Regions from separate parts of the Mus musculus genome. Here all the other regions are linked to region 4. The links are chromatin contacts, called in public ChIA-PET, Hi-C and HiChIP or PLAC-seq maps. All regions are on one chromosome and are shown on one strand. The core of a region is the stretch at or near the end of the contact, and the rest is flanking DNA. Distances in the headings are between cores, read along the strand shown. Region 1 has its middle 16 kb from the start of Gm35457. Region 2 has its middle 11 kb from the start of Gm35125. Region 3 overlaps Gm35551 (a long non-coding RNA gene). Region 4 overlaps Thada (thyroid adenoma associated). Region 5 has its middle 15 kb from the start of 1810073O08Rik. Region 6 holds the start of Haao (3-hydroxyanthranilate 3,4-dioxygenase).

Region 1 (3,157 bases), core at 55-2,554, 350 kb before region 4:
ATTTGCTGATTCTGAGGTGAATGTCCCCTCCACAGCTGGCTTTACCAATATTTTTAGAAACTTCTCACCAGCTTGCTAGCGCTGAACCATGGCTTGCTCGTGCGGGCAGCTCGACGACGTTTCCCTTTCAGCACCTTCATACTGTCACGGTGCTTCCTGGTGGAGGCCTCTGGGCTCCTCTAACTGGGCTGTGCTCACCCTTCAGCCAGAGAGCAGGCACATCACGAGAGCCCAGGATACAGATGTGTGGTATATGTCTCCAGTCACGACTGCTGAAGACATCTGTTTGGAGAGGCAACTAAGTTCCGGAGTATGGCCTTCTGGGCATGCACACTCATAAGCTTGTGTGCAGTGAGCATGAGCACATCTGTGTGTATATGCATGGGCGTGTAAGGGCCGGAGATCAGCATAAGATATTTGCCTGCCTTCCTCAATCACTCTCTACTATATATATATGGTTATATATATATATGGTTTTATATATATATGGTTATATATATGGTTTTTTATATATGTGGTTTATATATGGTTATATATGGATATATATGTGTGTATATATATATGGATATATATGTGTGTGTATATATATACATATGTGTGTATATATATATTTGAGGCAGGCAACATCTGTCACTGAAGCTGGAGCTCACCAATCCAGTTAGACTGTAGACTGGCTGGCCAGCAAGCCCCAGGAATTGCCAACCTTTGCCTCCCTACTGTGGGGATCACGGACTTGGCATCTTTTGTGGGCACTGGGATCCAAATGCAGACCCTCACATGTGTACAGAAGCCATTTTACCCACTGAGCCCATCCCTATAGCCTCAAGAGTGAGTCTTTCCTGTGCTCCATGTCCTCATACTGTCTTATTAGCAAGACCAATGGTGGAGCAGGAGACGCAGCAGCTGCCACTGAAAGACGAGGAACCAGAGGGAATGTGCCCTGGACAGGGTAGCCAACTGTGAGCAGACAGCAAGACTGGGAAGTGTACTTTCTGCCTCTGAAACAACCTGCCCCCATCAGGAGGCTAAACTCCAGGGAGGTCAGAGGTCGGGGAATTTTTTTTTGGATCACCCTGGGGAATGGGATGAGCCCTCCATCCAACCCCTCTCCCACTCGATGCCCAGCCTCCTCCGCAGGGCATATGGCTTCCAGCTCTCAGCTGGATCTCAGCAGCAGGAATGTTCTTGTGGTTTTCCTGTTGGAATTCCATGAAAAGCGCTTTCATTCTTTCAGCTGTGAGCTTCTGGAGTTTGTGGGGTGTGGAGTCCAGGGGGATTCCCAAGGCCAGCCCTCCCAGTCTGCCCACAGCCTCTAGGCATCTAATTAGTGTAGAAGCCCAGCCCGGAGCAATGACCAGTGAGCACCAGCATCAGCAACAGGGAGCTGTGAGCTAAGTCACAGCCATTTCCACTTAGCCGCTGGAAACAGGCTGTACCGACTGGGGGCCAGTCCCGAGCCAAGGAAGGAGACAGAATGGGGTGGTGGTCAGGTGGGGTCATACCAGGTAGCCGTCTGATTCACCCACACTCTAAGCCTCGGTTTCTTCTTAAGAGTGGCAACGAATATCTACATCAGAATTATTATTACAGAGAATCACAAGCTAGGTCCTCTCTCTTTTCCCTGATCCTGGGGCCCTTGTTCCCTCCTTGGTGTTATCTGTTTACCCACTGCCTTTTGCTGGGCCTTTGTCTTCCAAGTGTTTCCTCCATCTCACATGCTAGGACCCCCTTGTTCCTAAGAGCACCAAATAGGTGTCAGAAGTGACAGTTGAGGCCCCACCCACCTGTAAGCACTCCAACCCCATCCTTAGAATGCTTGGCAGGCTCAAGGGTTTGCTTTAGACCAGGGTATTTGGGGAAAGAGACGAGGGGGTTGGGAACCAGTTGACATGAGTGATTTGACCAAGTCTGAGGTCCTAGGTCAGTGGCCCAGTGAGCCTCCCATTCTGCCCCTTTCAGGAGACAGAAGTCTGGAAAGCTGCCCCACACCCTCTTCTTTGATGTCTGCATCATCCATGCCCTCTCTCATCTTGCCCTCTTCTTCACCTCTGTCCCTCACATCCTCCTCACCCCACCCCTTTCCTCCTCCTCCCAGCCTCTTTTTATTTCTCTGGGCACACAAATGCTCACCTCTCAGAGCTCTTACCCAGCCAGCATCCATGAGCAGTTGGGGCACGTGCCACCACCTCATCTAGAGGAGAAAGGTGATGCTCAGAGCAGATTTTAGCACATGGTTTCAATGGTAATGTAGAATTTGGGTGTGGGACCGGCAATACCCTCCTGTGGGTGGTGAATCTGAACTATATGCAGAAGTATAGTTTCCAAAGTTTCACGACCGCCCCATCCTTCCCAGCTTCATTTGGAAACTTCCAGAATGTCCTAACATAAATGTGAACTAATAGGGTCATGCAGTCACATTTCTCTACTTCCTGCTCAGAAGGATAGGGTGTCTAGAACATGCAAGCTTTTCCCTCCCCGTGGATATCAGAGCTTCTCCCCAGCAATTCCTTGAGAGCCTGTCCTCTGATTGCCCGCCTCCTACTTAGAGCACCTGCTATGATCAGACATGGTACTGAAGGATACACGAGAACCCCTTCATCCAACATGTCCCCAGCCTCAAACGATGCTGTTTCTTCAATGTTCAGGTAAGGGGACAGCCTCATCCAGACTACATCCTGTTGATTCTGGAAACAGTGTTCTCGGTGTCTACTCCTTGGACGTTTGAGAACTTTCATCCCACCCATAGTGAGTGACTTGATAGTGTACCCTCTTTGGATGCTGCTGGACGCTGTCAGTTAGCATGCCCCCGGCTGCACTGTTTCGGCACCCACAGGCAGAACCAGTCAGGATGGGGTTAAATGATCCAATACAATGCCCTTGTGTCATGCCTGGCAACTAAAACCAATCACACCCTTTTCTGGATGAGGACCTGAGGTTCTGGGATTGGGGGCACACAATCTTTGTAGAGTTGTAAGGAGGTGAGTTGAAGTTCAGGGACTTGGGGCTGCTTCTCAGGCCTGAGTGGTTTAGTTCTCTTTTGGGTGAGCTTTTCTTGATGCTGCAATATAACACTGGACAGAAGAAAGTAGGAAGAGGAGGTATACTTGGCCTCACAGTTTCAGTCCCTCGTGGCTTGGCAGGCAGGTGTTAGATCTCT
Region 2 (3,331 bases), core at 118-2,617, 450 kb before region 4:
CTTGGATATCCCATGCTGTCAGGTCTGCACTTGGCTTTCAGGCCAGGACGGTGAAAGCCAAGTAAGTTATTGTAAGCCACTAAGGTTTGGCTTTTATTATACAGAAGCAAAGAATCAGCACGCAGAAAGTTCACCTATTTTAATTTTAAAATAGCTGGGTACGCTGTAAAAAGGTCTACATTTAAGATTGCTTCTCAGGTAAAAACGTTTGTTTGTGTGTATGCTTGTATAGGTGTGCACATGTATGCATGAGGGTCTTGTTGGGTGCCTGTCTCGGTCAGTCCCACATAATGTTTTTGAGATAGGATCTCTCACTGAACCTGGAGCTTGCTGACTTGGTGCAACTGGTAGATCAGTAAATCACAGGAAGTCCCAGCTTTCCCTCTCTATTGCAGGGGTTACAGGTGCCCACAGCTGTGCTACGCCTGGCTTTTATCTGGATGCTGGGGATGGAAGTCAGGCTTGCATACTTGGGCAGGAAGCACTTTACTCAGAGAGCCATCTACCCTGACCTTCTCATGCAAATATTAAAAGTACTGTCTTTAGAGCCACTGAGATGGCTCAGCAAGTAACTGAGTTTTCCACCAAGCTTGGGGACCTGAGTTTGATCCCCAGAATGCACAAGGTGTAAGGAGAGACCTGACTCTTGCAAGATGTCCTTTGACCTACATGAATGCTGCAGTGTGCATGGGAATGTACATACACAGACCCAAAATTCATAGGTGAATAAATAACTAATAAAAATGTCTTTTAAAATTATCGTATTAGTTGTTCTCCTCACTTCTGTGACAAAATGCCCGACACAGTGACATAAGGAAGGAAGGGTTTCTTTTGGCTCAGGCTCTCAGATGGGCTGTAATCCATCATGGCTGGTGAGGCACCATGACAGGAAGGTGAGGCAGCTGGTCACTTGGCATTCACAGTCAGGAGGCAAAGAGGAGACAGGGGCTGAGCTACAGAACCTCATTATGTGCCTACGTGACCCACTTTTTCAAGGATCCGTATCCTGAGGCTTCCATAGCCTTCCAAGACAGTCCTATGAGCTGGGGACCAAGAGTTCAAACACACAAGCTTACGGAGTCCATCCTACATTCAAACCACACACGGATCCATCAAAATTTTAAAACTGGTACATTTCATCAAACACATATAAAAATAAATGTTTAAGCGAGGCTAACTTTAAGCTTGAGTTTTGAAGTCTTAGTGATATCTTAGTTGACATTCGTATATCGGTGAATCACTCGCTGTAGTGGTGTTCTTCCATGTCTGGTTAGTTGCCAAAGTAAAGAGTCAGTCTCACGCTTCATGCATTTGCATACCAAGATGCATATGTGCAAATGTAGGTGAATCATAAATTATGTATCCTGGAAAACGTTCCATACCTGTGATTCACAAATGTAGCAAGCACTGTGCTAATCTGCCAGTCGCCCTGGAACAAAATGTGTGCTTGTTACTATCACGGGATAGTGCTATTACACTCACACTATTTACGAGAAAGGACTCGACTGATAAGCACATCTGTTTTGTTTTGGTTTTTTCTCTTACCCCATTTAGTCTGTCCTACTATCTTTCATGTAGGAGTCAGCTTAATTCAAGGCTCACATAACATGCAGACTCTGTCTCCTGTTGACTCTAGGACTCACGTGTCAGTCATGAGAGAGGATGCTTAGAGCCGGAGACCATGTTTACCGATGATGAGGGTTGGATTCCAAGGGAGACAAGGAAGGATCCATGTACTCTTCATGTTCCAAGTGTGCTTGTGCATGTGTGTGTGCACGTGGGCACCTATGTGTGAGATGTGGGCCCTCTCCATTGTAGGGAGCAGAGTGGGGTTTCTTTTGCCTATAGTTCCCAGCCTTCCTGTCCACATCTCTTTGCTTTTCCCCCCAGAGGTCTATGAGCCTCTGCTTCTGGGAAAACATTCTTATTTTGATTTTGTTCTTTGGCTAAAACTTGCAGGCATGGGCAACCTTTTGACATTGCGACACAACACTGTCTACAAAATCACACTCAAGAACCACACAATTGAATTACAAAAAAGAAAAAAAAGCACCGAATATCTCATAATGTTTTATGTAAGGTTATGATTGTGTGTTGGGCCTCATCCAGAGCTATTCCACAGCACATGTGGGTTGGCCACGTCTGGGGGAAGCATATTTCACTTATTATCCACGTATAAATTTTAGCTACGGACATTTTTAGCTATGAGTGACCAAAGACCAATTCAAACAAGCTTGAATCAAAAGGGCATATGTTGATTCTCAGGACTGGACAGTCCAAGGGTGGAGAACTAAGGCTCAAATTGGTTTTCCAGAGTGTTTGTGTCAGTCCTAGATTCTATGTGTGTGTGGGGCAGGGATGCATTTCCTCCAAAGAAGGGAGTCGGGCAACTATACATTGTAAGAACCATTTCTGAAATGTTGCTCCTGGGTCCCTTGGGCCAGATTTCTCAAGTAGGTCAAGTGGTGGGCACCGTCTTCCCAAAGTTCTCTGCGACCTGAAGCTGATCATGGCTCCCTTGGTGCTGTGGTGATTTCAGTACAGCAGACACGAATGGTTGACATAGCCAGTCTAAGAGGGCTTTCTCAGCACAGCTTTTCACCTACTCTGGTCTGGGTACCCTCAAAGATCCCCCAAGGACAGCTCCTAAGAATTTTACCACCATGACTGTGCAATGTAGAAATGTCTACAATGAAAACCAAACAAACCAATTCTGCCAAGCCACCGGCAGCCAGCCTCCCACAGAGCTCCCAAGAGGTCCTCATGCACGGAGGCCCTCAGCAATGGTCTCTCAGCCTCTCCTGGGTATTCATGCCACACAGGAGTCCCTCCATAAGGGCAAGGTCCTCAGAAGTGGGTTTAGTCCTCAGGTCACTTTCCACTGACCCCCCCATGAGCCTAAGTCCCTAGTGATATACACTCCCAAGGCTTCATGAACTCTGATGAAAACTCTCCCTGGGGAGGGTAGGGAGAGCGGCTGCTAAGGCATGTCTTCGAGCTGCCCGCCTGGGCTATTAGGCCTTGATGCTTGCCAGCAGTGAGGCTGGCCTCAGCCTGTTCTCGTGGAGTTTATGGATGTGTGTGGGCCACACCTTGGGCCAAGACACTCCTGTTGGACTAGGCCATCTTCTGTGGGGTCTGCCTCTTGGCCCTGGCCTGAGCAACGGTCCTTGCACCTTCCGATGTGCCTCCCTTCCTTCTTCCCCTTCAAATATTTTTCCTTTTCTGTTCTCCTTAAATAAGGATGGTTCAACAAAACCTTGTCACCCTAGACTCTAAAAAGCACAGGTTCAACCATGTTGTGAGCATACCTGTGTGTATGTGATTCAAT
Region 3 (3,429 bases), core at 348-2,847, 300 kb before region 4:
TGAGGATTCTCTGACCTTGGCAATGCTGTCTAGGGAACCGAACTGTCCCACGCACTAGGAACCAGCTCTAACCAGTGAAGGGGCTCCCCTTTATCTTGCTGTCCAGCAGCCCAGGGCCAGAAACTCATTATTACTGGGTATTGACTCCTGGACCCCTCCCCTCTCTTCACCCTGGCCAGCCCACTCCATCCATGCTCCTTCTAGTCTTTTTTTTTTTTTTTTTTTTTTTTTTTTTTTAATCAGCCTTGGCCCCTCTGACCTGCTGTGCTAGACCACCTTTGGACTACGGGCCTGAAGCTGGCAGGCTACACCCTTCTTCACATGGTGAAACCCTACCCATGAGCTCCCCCATGGAAAGCCCAACCACATAACAGCGTGAGGAAGAAGGACATGCACAACAGCCTAGGTTGGCGCTGGGGGACCCCTGGCTTCCCAGATGCTTTTCAAAAAAGCATCTTCCAGCCCAGTCAGCGCCACATCTGGAAGCCGGCTGGAAATTCCAACCATGCTCCCCAGCTAGGAAATGTGTCAAATCCTCCCAGAGACTGCATGGAAGCAGGAAACACTGGAGAGGAGGGCCAACTCCACAGGACCCCTAGGAGCGTTGGAGAATTCCAGATGTCACCAGGAGTCCATAGTCCTTAGCCCTGCTCCCTGCCTGCCCCCAAGGAAATTAAAGAGGCCTGGAGAGAATGACAGAGCTTGTGTCTCCCGGGGACCCACGACTCCATGTGTGCGTGTGAGACACTGAGTTCTTGATACACACTGAGTTATTTTTTCCTGGAGAGAAAAATGTTGCCGTGCCTCTGGAGGGTCATCTGCCCAGAAGAATCTCTTGATGCGTGAAGAAGTCATGGTCTCTCTTCTCTCTGACACACGCACACATCTCCCAGAGGCCCCAGGGCATCCATTCCTGAGAGCTGGTCTCATTGAGAAGATCTGGCCCTGGCTCCTTCTGTAGCCCTCAGCAAGTGTAAATCTCCAGTGATCGCCATGGCCACAGATTAAATGGCTAGAAACAGCAAGCATTGGTTTCCCTCCAGTTCTGGAGGCTGGAAGTTCAATTTCAACATTACTGGCCTAAAGTCAGGCATCTACAGGCCAAGGCTCTGGGGGAAAGCCCACTTCCTTGTCTTTCTTAGTATCTAATAGATGCCTTGGCCTGTAACCCCTTCCCCCACCTTCACAGACCACCTCTCATCCCTTTGTCACATCACTGGCTCTAACTTATCCTCCATCCCTCTTATAAGCCACTTGTGATTAGATTGGACCTGCCTCAGCAGCAATCAACCCCTTAAAGTTCCTGTTGCTTTGAGGACAGCGCACGCATGGATCTTAAGGCTGAGGTCACTGTCCAGCCTTGTGCAGCAGAGGCCCCACCCTGGGCATCAGTTTCCCTCGTGTTTGCTTCAGGGCAGATCTTCCAACTCTGACACTAAGACAGAGGACCTCTTTCCTCCAGTTAAGTAGGCTTGGCCTCTCTGCTCTCTGTTCAGAGCGGTCTCTGAAGCTCACATTGCTTTCTTTCCATCACTACAAGAGAGACTTCTCTACCCTGCCTTCAGTACCAGGAAGTCATGCCCATGTAGAGATCGGTGCCTACACCCAAGTGACATCCGCCACCCACGGAGGAGAGGTTACTCTCCTCAGCCCCTTGTAGGTGAGGATCATAGCTTTAACTTTCTCTGGGGCTGGCCTCACATGCCCAGCTGTTGTTCGGGAAGAAAAATCCTGGAGAGGCGATGAAGACAGGTGTGTGGGAGAGGAAGAGACGGGTGTGGACGCTCCTCTCCTGACACTGTTCCCAGTGCTTTGGTGTCCTGGGGCTCAGCTACCCGCCTGGTCTCCTCAGCACTGTGCTGACACTCCCTAGAAGACCTTGGAAGCCTTGTGAGCTGTAAGACATCCAAAGGGCCGAGGGAGGTAGTGCTGTACTTTAAGCCTAGAAACACTAGGATTTGGAGGCCACGGCACATGCCTGTGAGGAGATACAGCCACGGCTTAGTCCCTGCTGTACCCATTGCCTGGTGTCTCCCCATTCTGTTATTTCTGACTTACAAGCCACCTGCTGCAGAAAGCAGCATCAAGTCTAAGGAAGCTAAAGTTCCTTGATGCCCCCAGAACTGTGGGATGGCTCCGTGTCCTGGACAGGCACTGACTGCATCCTACAAGTAGACACTCTGCTTCGGAGGGGCTCAGAGTCCCCCTCACTCTGTCGGGCCAGGCATGCTTGAGACCACAGGCTAAGGGTCGCCAGTCTGAAGAGACGGCAGGGTGCCGTGACGGTTGGTTTTAAAGCCAGCTTGCCATGACCTGGAATCGGAGAAGGGAGTCTCGGGTGAGGACGGTCAAGGTCAGGTTGGCCTGAGGGCATGTGTGTGGAGAGCTTATCTTTATTAACTGAGGTGGGAAGGCCCAACCCGAATGCAGGTGGCTCTATGTCATGAGCGGAGTCCCACGGTATATGAGTGAAGGAAGTTGGCAGAGCAGAGCAGCCATTGAGAAAGGATCTGTTTATTTTCCCCCTGCTCCTGGTGGTGGGTGTGCTGCTTTCATGTTCCCTGGTTCCAGGAGTTCCCTGCAAAAATGGACTATAACCTGCAAAGGCAAGCCAAATGAGTCCCTTTTCCCCTAAGTTGCTTTTTTTTTGGGGGGGGGGGGGCGGCGGGAGGGTCAGGATATCTTATCATAGCAACAGAAAGGAGAGTAAAACACTTTAACTCCCGCCACAGGGGGATGTCCCTGAGTTCGCTAGATTTCCACTATAGCGGCAAAAACAAACAAACAAACAAAAATCTGAGATGACCAGCTTAAAGGAGAGAAGCCTTGCCCGTGCTTTTGGAAGGTCGCCACCCACCATTGGTTGGTCCGATTATTTTGTGGCAACACAGAGGTCATGGTAGGAGTGTGGGGCACAGAAGGCCACTACCTTCGTGGGAGCCAAGAATCAAAGAGAAAGAGATCCCTTAGCGGCTCTGAGGACACGCCCTCCCAAAGACAAACTTCAGATAGGCCCCGCCTACTGAAGGGTCCACTGACTTCCAAGGGCTCCTCGGGCAGGACCCTTTAGGATGCTCCCAGCCCCAGCTCTAGCAGCCCGTGTCTGAGGACCCAGAGAGAGGGCTGAAGACTGAGAGCCGTTGGAGTTCACTGTTCGCCTCCTCTGCCCTGCAGTTGTGCAGCGCTAGGTGGGATGTTGCCTGACTCCTACGGGGGGGGGGGGGGCGGTCCCAGGGGGCATCGGTCTCCAGACCTGGAACAGAACAAACCCAGACCTGCTGTGACACCGGGAGGCAGGACCCGCATATAGTTCTCCTGGCATGGTTGCTGTCTACTGTCAGTGCACCACCACACTGAAGCTCGAGGCCTTATCAGAACCCCTCAGTGGCTCCCACTGCCTTCCCTTCCTGTCTCCTGCCCACCCGTGAT
Region 4 (3,114 bases), core at 398-2,897:
GTGAAAGGAACTGAAAGGCTCCAGGCCCTTCCTTTAACCCTTTAGAGAGCACGACAAACAGGCGCTGGTAAACTGTAGTCAAGCAGTTCTTGGAGCTCCTGTAAAGCCCCATTATTCTGCTTCATGCTGTCACAACGCAGAGGGAGTGGCTATATGTGAAGGCACTGCACTCATGGAGGAAGGGGCTGGATAGCAAAGAACTGCCCATACAGACCAGAAAAACCAAATCAGCTACCTCTAAGATTCAGGCTGGCAAAAACAAAAACAAACAAACAAACAAAACAGTATCAGAGAAATAAGCTAAAGTCCTTAAAAATCTTAGATTTATTGATTTTATGTGTATTTTGCCTGCAAATATATGTGCGCATCATGGCCGTACTTGGTGTCTGTGGAGCGTAGAAGAGGTTGCTGGATTCCCTGGAACTGAAATTACAGGCAGTTGTGAGCCATCATCTGAATAGCGGAAACGGAGCCTTTGTCTGCTGCAAGAACAAGTGTTCTGAACTGCTAAAGCATCTTCCCAGCCTCCTGGGTAGACTCTTACATACCAGGGCTGAGGATGCAACTCAATGCTAGAGCTTGCCAAGCACGAGCAAGGCCCTGGGTTTGATCCCCAACACTGTGAAACAGACAACACAAACTAAACCAACCAAACTAACCCAGATGATGTTCTCAGTTCCTGGTATACATCCTTGCACAGCTTGGGGCCTGGAACCCTAACTAGGTAATGAGGAAAGGACATACCAGACACACAGAATATATGGGATCAGGCGGTCTAGACTCTCTATTGGGGAAGCTGCAGTGCACTGGAAGCTCAGTATGTTTATATATAACTGGACAGGGAGGTAAGGGTGTTGCACACAGCCAGCTGAAGAAGGAAGCAGGGTTACCATATACAACTGAAAAAGGAGACAGGATTAGCTAATCTTAGTAGGAGCAGTCTCTTTGTAGGGGAGCAATCTTTAGGCCATGAACTTGGGCTCCCAACGCGGGTGGTGCGGAGTAGCTGTGAACATTTCCTGCAGTCACCATCACCATCCCCACATGGTTGAGAGGAAGGTGCTGCCATTCTCTGAATCTTATCCAGGGAAATTTCACCCATGGGGCCAGGCACCAGCTTCACTGACATGGTCATGCCTATGTCAACAACACACACTTACTAAGGACTTCAATGCTCTCTACAACCTGGTTTCAGAGTAGTATTTAAATCTTCTATACTACTGTAATCTTTGACTATCTCTCAGGACCATGCACATACTCAGATTATATATAAGTAGGTCCATTTGGAAGAGTATTTTCAATGTAGCAACTTCCTGTCTCTAGGAACAACCAACAACAGATGGTGTGGTAAAAGCCTCTGCAGAATGAATGGTCTCGACATAGCCGATGGTGCACAGCACATCTTGATTTCTAATGGCGCTGATACTGTTTGTACCTTTTCCCTTTTATCAACTTTCTGAAACACTGCTTAGCTGCATCCTCCCCTCAAATACACACAAATGTTCATGAAAGAGAACACTTTTAAGGCTCTTGAAAGTAAAATTTACCACCAAATTTCTAAAATGAATCACCCAATACTGGAGGAGGCAGACGGTAACTTTGTATCGGAAACCAAGCCAGTCCCAGTGAGTCACCTCTGTGATCACAGATAGCACAACCACAGCCCAGGCTTGGTGGCAAACAAATGGCCACAGCATCACATGTCAGAACCTCGTGTTTCATGGTTTCTCACATGGAAATGCGTAAGTCAACTATGTGAGCCCAGGAAGCAGAACACAAGATGCTGCACAAATAATAAACACACTCAAGCTTTGTGTTCTTGTGCTTCCCCAAGTCCATCTCAAATTTCAATAGATCCATGAAAGGCACATGCTAGTCAAGAACTCCGAAGAGTAAGAGCTGATAATAATATTATAGCTTCTAAAGTGAGTCATAGGAAAACACAAATGCTTTTTGAGGATCACACGTTAAGGTGCACAGTCAAAAACTAAAAAGTGACAGCCATTTCAGAAGAGGTACTGGGGCCTTTGGTGATGTATCCTGTAGTTGGTGTGCACCCACATGCATTATGCTTTTGCATCTCTTTTAGGCACCCCAAGTTTGAAACAGAAGATTAAGTGGGACAATGGGCTAAGTGGCATTGCCACAGGCACACCAGGTCCTGGTTGCTCTGACTTCCACAGAGTAAAGAGCCAGGTGCCTTAATATTCTTTTAAACCACAGGGCAGGGAATACATGCTAGGATCAAGCCCGCCCAGCATACCTGTGTTGGCTGGCCCAATACTGTTCAATACAAACCATAGGCAGTGTTTTCAAAAGGGATACTTCCGATCAACATCACACACCCACTAGCCGGTCTCCAAGGAAAACACTATCAACACAGCCATAGGCGCCCACACCCAGGGGCTAAGCACAGGTAACTGCTCAGAAAGCACTGGAGAACAGTCAGGAGCAATAGCAGAAAGCTTCACTCTCTTGCTTTCACAAAATGGCTCCCTAAGACAATATATTGATTATAATTCTCCAAATAAGAACAAGATAGAACATTCTCTCAAGTTCCCTGCAATATGACACTACCTGATAATGAAAGGAACAAAAGGGGCCAAGCTGAGCGCAGATGATGTGCCGTCCATCGGCGATGGGTACAGTCTCTCCAACACCAGGAGTAAGAGGAACATGCCAGGGTGGCGATCAGGCTCTCCCAGTTCACTGAAGGAAAGTGATTACACATAAAAGATTTCAGACTGAAGAAGGCAGGCACTGCTTTCAAACACATTTTGTCACTTTTTTTTTAAGATTTATTTATTTTATTTATATCAATACACTGTAGCTGTCCCATTACAGATGGTCGTGAGCCACCATGTGGTTGCTGGGAATTGAACTCAGGACCTCTGGAAGAACAGCCAGTGCTCTTAGCTGCTGAGTCATTTCTCCAGCCCCACATTTTGTCACGTTTTCCTGTTTCACTTTAACGTGCACAAGGAGAAGCCTCTGGCAAAGCAAGGGTCCTGCACGCAACCCTCTTCTAAAGCCAGTGACTCTCTGGAGTCACACTTTCTGTACTGTGCTGTCCAGAGCTTTCAGGAAATGGGAAGCTCTCCCTGTCTGATGGCT
Region 5 (3,373 bases), core at 512-3,011, 430 kb before region 4:
CAAACCCATTCATATTAACTGTAGGAAACAGGCAGAGATGTGCAGATCCTGCAGGAAGGAGCAGAGCAGTGGCATCAACCTGGCATTTGGGCATAAACACTGTTGTTCACTTACAGTGACCTACGATGCCTGTGACCAGGTAAGACATACAGCAGGCAAGCCAGTACCCCTTACTTCTAACAATACCTTCCTAGCCTCTGATTGCCACCATGGCAAAGTCTCATGTAGCCCAGGGTGCCCCATTATGTCCAGTTTAATGCTCGTGACTGAGCCAGGGTTCACTGGATGCTAGAAATCACTGTGCCAATGGAGTTACAACCTCGGTGCCCTTCTTGGGGCGTGGGTGCATGTGCAGAAGCAAACACATTCTCGAGCTTAAGGTGGAGTCTCCTGTAGCCCAGGCTAACCCTATGCTATGTCATCCTGGTCCTCCTGCTTCTGCCTCCCAGTGCTGGGGTAACACATCTGCTCCATCACTCCTGGTCCATTGGGGCTTCCTACCTAGTCACTGGTTCCTCCTAGTCACTGATGGCTGAGGGCTTCATCTTAGAGACATCCCTGTAGTGAGAATTTTGTTCTTTCCGAAAACCCAGTTATGTGACTATGTTTTTGTTTCAATCCCAGGCGTGGGATATGGGGGCTGACTAGGCTTTGTCTCATGCTCTGGCAGGGCCTGATTCTATCAGCTGAGAGATAGTTTAAGTTTGGAATTCTGGAGACTCTTGAGCGGTTATAAAAGGGCCAGAGCCTGCAGCGGTGGCTGCTGCTGTTCCCTGCTATTGCTGGTTCCTGAAGCTGCTTTTGCTGTTCCTCTGAATTGCTGGTTGCACATATCCTGATTATAAAGACTGGACTTGCCCCTGAGAACTCAATGCCCCTAACCATCAGGAAGTAGTCTAAAGAAATCTATGCCCCCTTTCCTTCTAGGCTTCTTTCTTCTACCAGGGCTGGGGGTGGGGGGCATTGGGGGAGGAGAAGGATGGCAGAGAGAAGAACCCAATAAAGTAGCCCAAAAGCACGGTTACACATCCCACGGAGATCCAGGCCTCCTAAGCATCCTCCTGAGGTTTCTTACTCAGTCTTACCAGTATCAGAATCTGCAGCATCACAGGAGCTCAGCCCTTCTGTGTGGTGGGCACCATGTCTAGACCCTGCCTGCCTGGAGTCTCTCTGGTGAGCTGGCCCTGAGGTTTACCGGGCTCCCTAGGGACCATTGCTTCACTGGGTTGTGGGGTAAAGACAGGGAACAGATTTCAACTCGTGCCTCCTGGAAACCACATCAAATGGTGCAGCTAGGAATTAATAAATAAATCTCGGAGACAAGTCAATTACCGTTCCCCTGTGGCCCTGTCCCCAGGGGCAAACAGTGGCAAGTGGTTCCCAGCCCCAGCACGTCTTCCCCAGGGCAGGACAACCACTGCAGCTGGCTTCTGTCAGATTAGCTGGGCAAGATGTGACAGGCCTCTGTCCTCTGGGGAAATCGCTCCTTTCCTGGGAGGTGGTGAGGACATTCCCAGGTTGCTCTGTTCCTGCCCTCTCCCTGCACCCTCCCAGTCTTACCGCTTTACCATTGGGGAAAAAAAATCAGACAGATTTCTTGTTGTTTTTGAAAATACATATTCATTCTACAAAGGCTGAGGGAAGCCTGCTAGCTACAAGGTAGAGGTTTTGCCAGGTTGGGGACTCTTGGAGACACAGCTCTTTCTGCCTGTGAAGAGTTTACAGTCATGCGTGTGGGCAGGATGTGTGTATCAGGCAATGTGGTTGCATATAGCAAATTTTTGTGGTTAGCAAGGAGGGGAGAACCTAGTTTAGCCTAAAAGGTTCCCCAGAGAGGCCTCTGGGAAGGTGATACGGGACAAGCTGTCACCTTGACGGGTAGTGAGTACTGCAAGGTTTATAAAGCAGCAGGGTCAAGGAATGGAGGTGAAGTGAGAGGGCTCTGAAGCAGCTGGCTGGATCCAGATGTGAAGGGGACAGAGTTGGGCTGGGGTGACAAGGGAGGGGAGCTACAGGTACCTGATGACAGGGTTTTGGGGTGTCATCAGAGAGAAAGAGAGAGAGGCAGACAGAGGGAGAGAGACAAAGAGAGAGATAGAAAGAGACAGAGACAGGGAGACAGAGACAGACAGAGAGAGACAAAGACAAGGAGACAGAGACAGAAAGAGACATAGAGACAGAGACAGGGAGATGGGACTTAGGTTTGTTTTAGCTTTGTGTACTAGGCACAAGGTGTTATTTCTACATAAACCAACTCTGTGGATCCCACCAGACTCAACAAATAGCAGTCTTCGCTCTGTTCAGCATCAGGGAAAACGAGTTCTCCAGCATTCGCTGCCTCTGAGTTTTCTCAGCTTGCATCGATTAGACAAGTCCTTTAGATTGATCATTTTCTCGAGTTTACTGTGCATAAAGATCACTTGGGACATTCAGTTAAGTGTGGCTGTTTGGTGTCTGTCATGTGGACTCGGGTCCTACATGGCTCAGCAATGTGCATTTTTAACAAGCTACGTGGATCAGAGAGCACATTTTGAAAGAAACAGTCCTAGAAGCTGATTGTATCCTCCTGGGGAACGTGCTGGGATTGAGGCTGCCGACAGGTGGCAGTACTGCATCGTGATGCTCTAATTACACCTCGGGCTTTCTTCCTTAAACTGGGATTGTTGACTGTAACTGGCCGAGACAGACAGTTCTGGGGCTTGCTGTTTTGCAAGAATGTGTAGAAATGAAACTGGGTTGGTGAGGAATGCTCGGCTACTTGTGGGGTGGGGTGAGGTGAGGTGAGGTGCTGAGGCGGGAAGATCCCAAGTTCAAGAGCTGCTTGGGCTACACAGTGAGTTCAAGGCCACCCTGAGCAGCTTTGGTGAGCTCCAAGGTGAAGTGGGCTTAGGAATGCAGCTCTCACTTAGCACCTACAGCGCCTCAGGCTTCCGTTCCCAGAACAACCAGATAAAGTAGACAAAGTAAAATAAGTTAGTCAGCAAATCTTACATTTCAAAAAAGTTTAAATTTCATTTTCAGCCAGCAGAGTTGAGCTTTCAATACAGAGAATACAGAGATCTCTTGTCAGGCATGTATTTTGATCACCTGAAATATGGATACTCCTGGGAGAGATGTGCCCAAGGTTCAGTGAACACATGGTCTTTAGTTATTATTGGTATGATTATTTGGAACGTCCTCCGTCTTTATCATGGGGTAGAGTCTCTTTTTCATGCTCATCATTAAGTGAATGAGGCAGGGATGGGAGGCCTTCCCTGGGTTTCCTGAGCAAGCCAGCGACAGGGGCGCCTCAGCTTTCAAACATAGCTCTTGGTTTATACTTGACTGACATGGTGGTCCTGGTGGCCTGGTCTAAATTGAAAACTGACTGGAA
Region 6 (3,392 bases), core at 646-3,145, 490 kb before region 4:
CTGTACCTCCTGTGCTCACACAGCTATAGCGTATGAGAGTGGGTGTGAACCTGAGAGAGGATGCCTTGAGGAAACAGGAGTCCTGACAAGGAAGGGTAGATAGTCCCTGCTGTTTTATGTTTTGCTCAATGCAGAGTATGTGAGGTTTTAAGAGTGGGACTTTGGATGCGGAGACTCAGAGCGGGAGAGCATCTGTGAGGACGAAAGTGGACACTGGGTTCATGCATTGAAACCAAGGAACACCACTGATACCAGCAAAGTACCAGAGAAGCTAGGGCCAGGCATGGCACAGACTCGCCATGAAAACTGTCCTCTCAGGGACATGGGCTACTTCATACTGATTGGCGTCCCCTCTCAACAATTCTACAGGGAAGGCATTTTTTTTCAGTTTGCCTCCTGCCGTAAGCCCAGTGTCGGAGCATCGTGGTGCACAGCAAATACCGACTGACTGAATAAAGGGAGGCCCTAGGATCATGATGGCGAACTCGAGAAGTTCTAGAGGCTAGTCTGCTGGGGGTGGGGTGGGCGTGGGGGTAAGCAGGCCTGGAGGCTGGGCAGGCAGTTGCTTCTAACCAGGCTGATGTGGACTGAATCAGAGAAATGCCCACGGGCTTGGAGGGAGGAAGGCTGGGAGGAGTGAAAATGAGAGACAGCAGACAGGGAAGACGTGGAGAAGAGAGACAAAAATGGTAAAGCTCCAAACAGGAAAGCAGCAGTGGCAGAAGAGAGGAGGCTCGGGGGGGGGGGGGGGCTGTCCTGGTTAGCTACGGGGGTATTGCGCAGTGACCAAGAGCATGCGTGGACTTTGTAGTCAAACTCTTCCTGGGCTTGCTCATGGACTCTGTCCCCCTCTAGTTCTGTGACATTGGGAAAGTTACTTATTAAATCCCAACTCATGGGGGGCTATGTGAGAAGTCAAGGAGACGATGTGATATACTTGGCTAGTCTTCCCATTGGGGTGGAAATGTCTGGAGCCATTTGGGTTGGGACACTGCCCACTGGAAATAACTTATAGCCACACAGACACGGGGAGTTCGGGTCTGTGGAGGTGGTGCAAGAAGCTCTGCTGTGGAACTGAGGGAGGGGAGGGGGAGGGGAAGGAGGCAGTCTGTGCTGTAGTTAGAGGAGACTTGGGTGGGTCTGGTGTTTGTGTCCTGGCCTTGAGCCCTGAATTAAGAATCCCCAGGACTAGGGATGCAGCTCCGTTTGGAAAAGTGGGAGCCTAGCATTCACTGACTTCTTCCCTCAGCACCTCAGAAACAGGGTGTTGTGGCACTTGGGAAATAGAAGCAGGAAGATTGGGAATTCAAGCCCCCTCATCCAAAGAATTGTTCATCTGACTCCATAGCTTCGGGGTTTGCCAAGGGTTGAGGTGCTTGGTTCTAGGCCTCCAGGCCTTAAGTTCTAGTCCGGGGCATTGAACACCAGGTTCTCCCCAAGGTGCATGGGGGCAGTGGGTTGGAAAGGTGCTTTCAGCTGCGGAAGGAAGGAATGTCACACCCTGCCACCTCATCTCTCACAGCCTCAGAGACACACAAGCTGGTCTCAGAAGTCATGGCCACAAGTCTGTGGTCTCCAGAAAGAGGAACATACTGAGGTAGTGAAAGAAGAAACAGGTCGTTTTCACCCTCCCCAGAAGAGCACCAAGTGGATGGAACGCAAGGTTAGAGGGGGAGGGGACAGCTGAGGGAAGAGGAGTAAGAAAGAGGGTGGGTTGTAGTCACCGGGTGCTGGCGACTCACATAAGCTTGTTGCAAACCGGAGGCTGAAAGGAGGCCCGATTCTCTTCTACCCAAGACTTCACTCTCACACGGCGTTCCATGGCCGGCAGGCAGGACTCTTCTGCCCACAACGTGGTGGCCAGGTAATCGGGAGGTTGGAGTGATGCGATCTGCGACCTGCGATCTGCGCAGTCTCCTGTTGGCCACCTAGTTAATTAGGTTACCAGAGGTCAAAGAGCTGAGCAATCCCCTGCCACTCTGAGGGGGCAGCTCTAGAGTCTGAGACTACTTGCCCTGCCCCTGCACACACGCCGGAGCAGGGATCAAAGCCCAAGAACAGACCCGCCTCCTGGGACATGGCCAGCATCCTCCCAACACCTAGTTGCTCTGGACCGAAGCTGGACTCTGGTACCTACTGGGCCCATGTAAGATGCAGGACGCTGGGCTTTCAGCTTTTCGGGTTTCTTCTTCTGCCCTGCCTCTAAAGAAACATTGTGTTGGGAGAATAAAGGTTTGAAAATCGGAGACTTTGAGCACAAGGAGGACTGAAGGCAACAGGAGCACACAGAGGCCATCACAGGAGGCAATGAACAGGCTGCATCCAGTCTCCTCCGGAGCACGGAGGTCTGGCCCAGTCCTGCAGATGTGATTGGCTAGACCTGAGATACCCTGTCCTCACCTTGCTTTGCAGCTGAGGCCTGGTCCAGCTCGGCAGCCCTGGCGCCTAGTAGTAGTGGGCAGGAATGAGGTGTCCAGCACTGGTCTGAGTGAGCTCTTTACCCCTCCATGGGGAATTGAACCAGAGTCTTTAGTGTGCTAGGCAAACTCTGCCATGGAGCTTCAGAATGTCCCTGTCCCCTCACACGTCTTGTTTATATTTTATTATTTGGTTTTTGTTTTTGAGACAAGAAATCACTTTGTGACCCAGAATGTTGGGCAGGTTGCTATGTAGCTCAGGCTAGCCTCAAACTCTATCCTTCTACCTCAGTACTAGGATTACAGATGGATGTCACCATAAACCTACAATCCCCACCCTTGCATGTTTTAAGCCACCCACATGTGAAGACCTTTACAGGTGAAGATGGTCCTAGGTGTCTGTCTTATTTAGGGTTTTATTGCTGTGAAGAGACACCAAGACCTCTTATAAAGGACAAAGTTTAACTGGGGCTGGCTTACAGGTTCAGAGGTTCAGTCCATTATCATCATGGCGGGAAGCATGGCAGCATCCCAGGCAGGCATGGTGCTGGAGAAGGAGCTGAGAGGTCTACAGCTTGTTCTAAAAGAAGACAGGAGCAGTCTGTCTTCTAGGCAGTTAGGAGGAGGGCCTCAAAGTCCTCCCCAACCCCACTGACACACTTCCTCCAACAAGGCCACACCTCCTAATAGTGCCACTCCCCAGGCCAAGCACATTCAAACCCACCCCAGAGCCTGCCAGACTAGAGGCTCCTCAGCCAAGGTTGCCCTGGGGCAGGAAACGTAGGAGGAAGAGGGGAAGGCAAGGACCACCTACCCTCCAGGACTCACAATTCTTGGGAGAACTGAAAGGGAGTGAACTACAGAAGTCAGTGCGAGGGAGAAGAAATGGTCTCAGGCCTTTGAGCCCAGAATACAGACTACAGAATAGAAGAATTCCTAGTGGCTCCCTCGTGGCTCTCATGGCCACCCTCGCTT

Evidence for each region. A called contact is a pair of places that touch in the nucleus more often than the background predicts. ChIA-PET counts read pairs in DNA pulled down with a chosen protein or histone mark. HiChIP or PLAC-seq counts read pairs in DNA pulled down with a chosen protein or histone mark.
Region 1: a contact with region 4 is called in an HNF4G HiChIP or PLAC-seq map of pancreatic cancer cells. The contact joins two enhancer-like sites. A contact is called at or near these places in 5 of 484 Hi-C or Micro-C datasets (the C2C12 cell line, embryonic stem cells, forebrain and 1 more), 6 of 115 datasets of contacts at active chromatin or transcription factors (double positive thymocytes, effector CD8 T cells, large pre-B cells and 3 more) and 3 of 9 other capture datasets (adipose tissue, embryonic stem cells and liver).
Region 2: a contact with region 4 is called in a FOXA1 HiChIP or PLAC-seq map of pancreatic cancer cells. The contact joins two enhancer-like sites. A contact is called at or near these places in 1 of 15 datasets of contacts at CTCF or cohesin (the NIH/3T3 cell line), 3 of 484 Hi-C or Micro-C datasets (bone marrow-derived macrophages, cerebellum and epidermal suprabasal cells), 5 of 115 datasets of contacts at active chromatin or transcription factors (embryonic basal ganglia, pancreatic cancer cells, regulatory T cell precursor and 2 more) and 2 of 9 other capture datasets (adipose tissue and embryonic stem cells).
Region 3: a Hi-C map of CD8 T cells shows a contact between it and region 4, with 2.3 times the contacts expected there. The contact joins two enhancer-like sites. A contact is called at or near these places in 1 of 15 datasets of contacts at CTCF or cohesin (large pre-B cells), 2 of 484 Hi-C or Micro-C datasets (CD4 T cells and CD8 T cells), 6 of 115 datasets of contacts at active chromatin or transcription factors (CD8 T cells, double positive thymocytes, embryonic stem cells and 3 more) and 3 of 9 other capture datasets (adipose tissue, liver and pancreatic islet).
Region 5: a contact with region 4 is called in a BATF HiChIP or PLAC-seq map of CD8 T cells, with 6 read pairs. The contact joins two enhancer-like sites. A contact is called at or near these places in 2 of 39 promoter capture datasets (the C10 cell line and hippocampal neurons), 1 of 15 datasets of contacts at CTCF or cohesin (large pre-B cells), 3 of 484 Hi-C or Micro-C datasets (bone marrow-derived macrophages, cortical neurons and epidermal suprabasal cells), 6 of 115 datasets of contacts at active chromatin or transcription factors (CD8 T cells, Th17 cells, microglia and 3 more) and 2 of 9 other capture datasets (adipose tissue and liver).
Region 6: a contact with region 4 is called in an RNA polymerase II ChIA-PET map of memory CD8 T cells, with 80 read pairs. The contact joins the promoter of Haao here to the enhancer-like site in region 4. A contact is called at or near these places in 2 of 39 promoter capture datasets (the HPC-7 cell line and second pharyngeal arch cranial neural crest), 1 of 15 datasets of contacts at CTCF or cohesin (large pre-B cells), 4 of 115 datasets of contacts at active chromatin or transcription factors (CD8 T cells, double positive thymocytes, memory CD8 T cells and 1 more) and 1 of 9 other capture datasets (adipose tissue).

Annotation. Positions count from the first base shown.
Region 1 is chr17:83,978,132-83,981,288 of GRCm38.p6, forward strand. No RefSeq gene overlaps it. Among named protein-coding and RNA genes, the nearest start is that of Gm35457, 16 kb to the left of the region's middle. Within about 2 kb of position 1,305, at least 64 of the 459 cell types and tissues checked have an H3K27ac peak or open chromatin away from gene starts, as enhancers often do. A contact at or near this core is called in the C2C12 cell line and pancreatic cancer cells, where this site is marked.
Region 2 is chr17:83,883,879-83,887,209 of GRCm38.p6, forward strand. No RefSeq gene overlaps it. Among named protein-coding and RNA genes, the nearest start is that of Gm35125, 11 kb to the left of the region's middle. Within about 2 kb of position 1,368, at least 33 of the 459 cell types and tissues checked have an H3K27ac peak or open chromatin away from gene starts, as enhancers often do. A contact at or near this core is called in the NIH/3T3 cell line and pancreatic cancer cells, where this site is marked.
Region 3 is chr17:84,031,059-84,034,487 of GRCm38.p6, forward strand. All of the region lies in intron 4 of Gm35551 (a long non-coding RNA gene), which reads right to left. Among named protein-coding and RNA genes, the nearest start is that of 8430430B14Rik, 34 kb to the left of the region's middle. Within about 2 kb of position 1,598, at least 48 of the 459 cell types and tissues checked have an H3K27ac peak or open chromatin away from gene starts, as enhancers often do. A contact at or near this core is called in CD8 T cells and regulatory T cells, where this site is marked.
Region 4 is chr17:84,331,449-84,334,562 of GRCm38.p6, forward strand. Thada (thyroid adenoma associated) reads right to left here. Exons shown (of 38, transcript NM_183021.3): 28 at 2,578-2,709. Among named protein-coding and RNA genes, the nearest start is that of Gm24492, 45 kb to the left of the region's middle. Within about 2 kb of position 1,648, at least 93 of the 459 cell types and tissues checked have an H3K27ac peak or open chromatin away from gene starts, as enhancers often do. A contact at or near this core is called in the C2C12 cell line, CD8 T cells, the HPC-7 cell line and 7 more, where this site is marked.
Region 5 is chr17:83,900,955-83,904,327 of GRCm38.p6, forward strand. No RefSeq gene overlaps it. Among named protein-coding and RNA genes, the nearest start is that of 1810073O08Rik, 15 kb to the right of the region's middle. Within about 2 kb of position 1,762, at least 81 of the 459 cell types and tissues checked have an H3K27ac peak or open chromatin away from gene starts, as enhancers often do. A contact at or near this core is called in CD8 T cells, bone marrow-derived macrophages, pancreatic cancer cells and 2 more, where this site is marked.
Region 6 is chr17:83,844,895-83,848,286 of GRCm38.p6, forward strand. Haao (3-hydroxyanthranilate 3,4-dioxygenase) reads right to left here and starts at 1,896. Exons shown (of 10, transcript NM_025325.2): 1 at 1,743-1,896. The coding sequence starts at 1,822.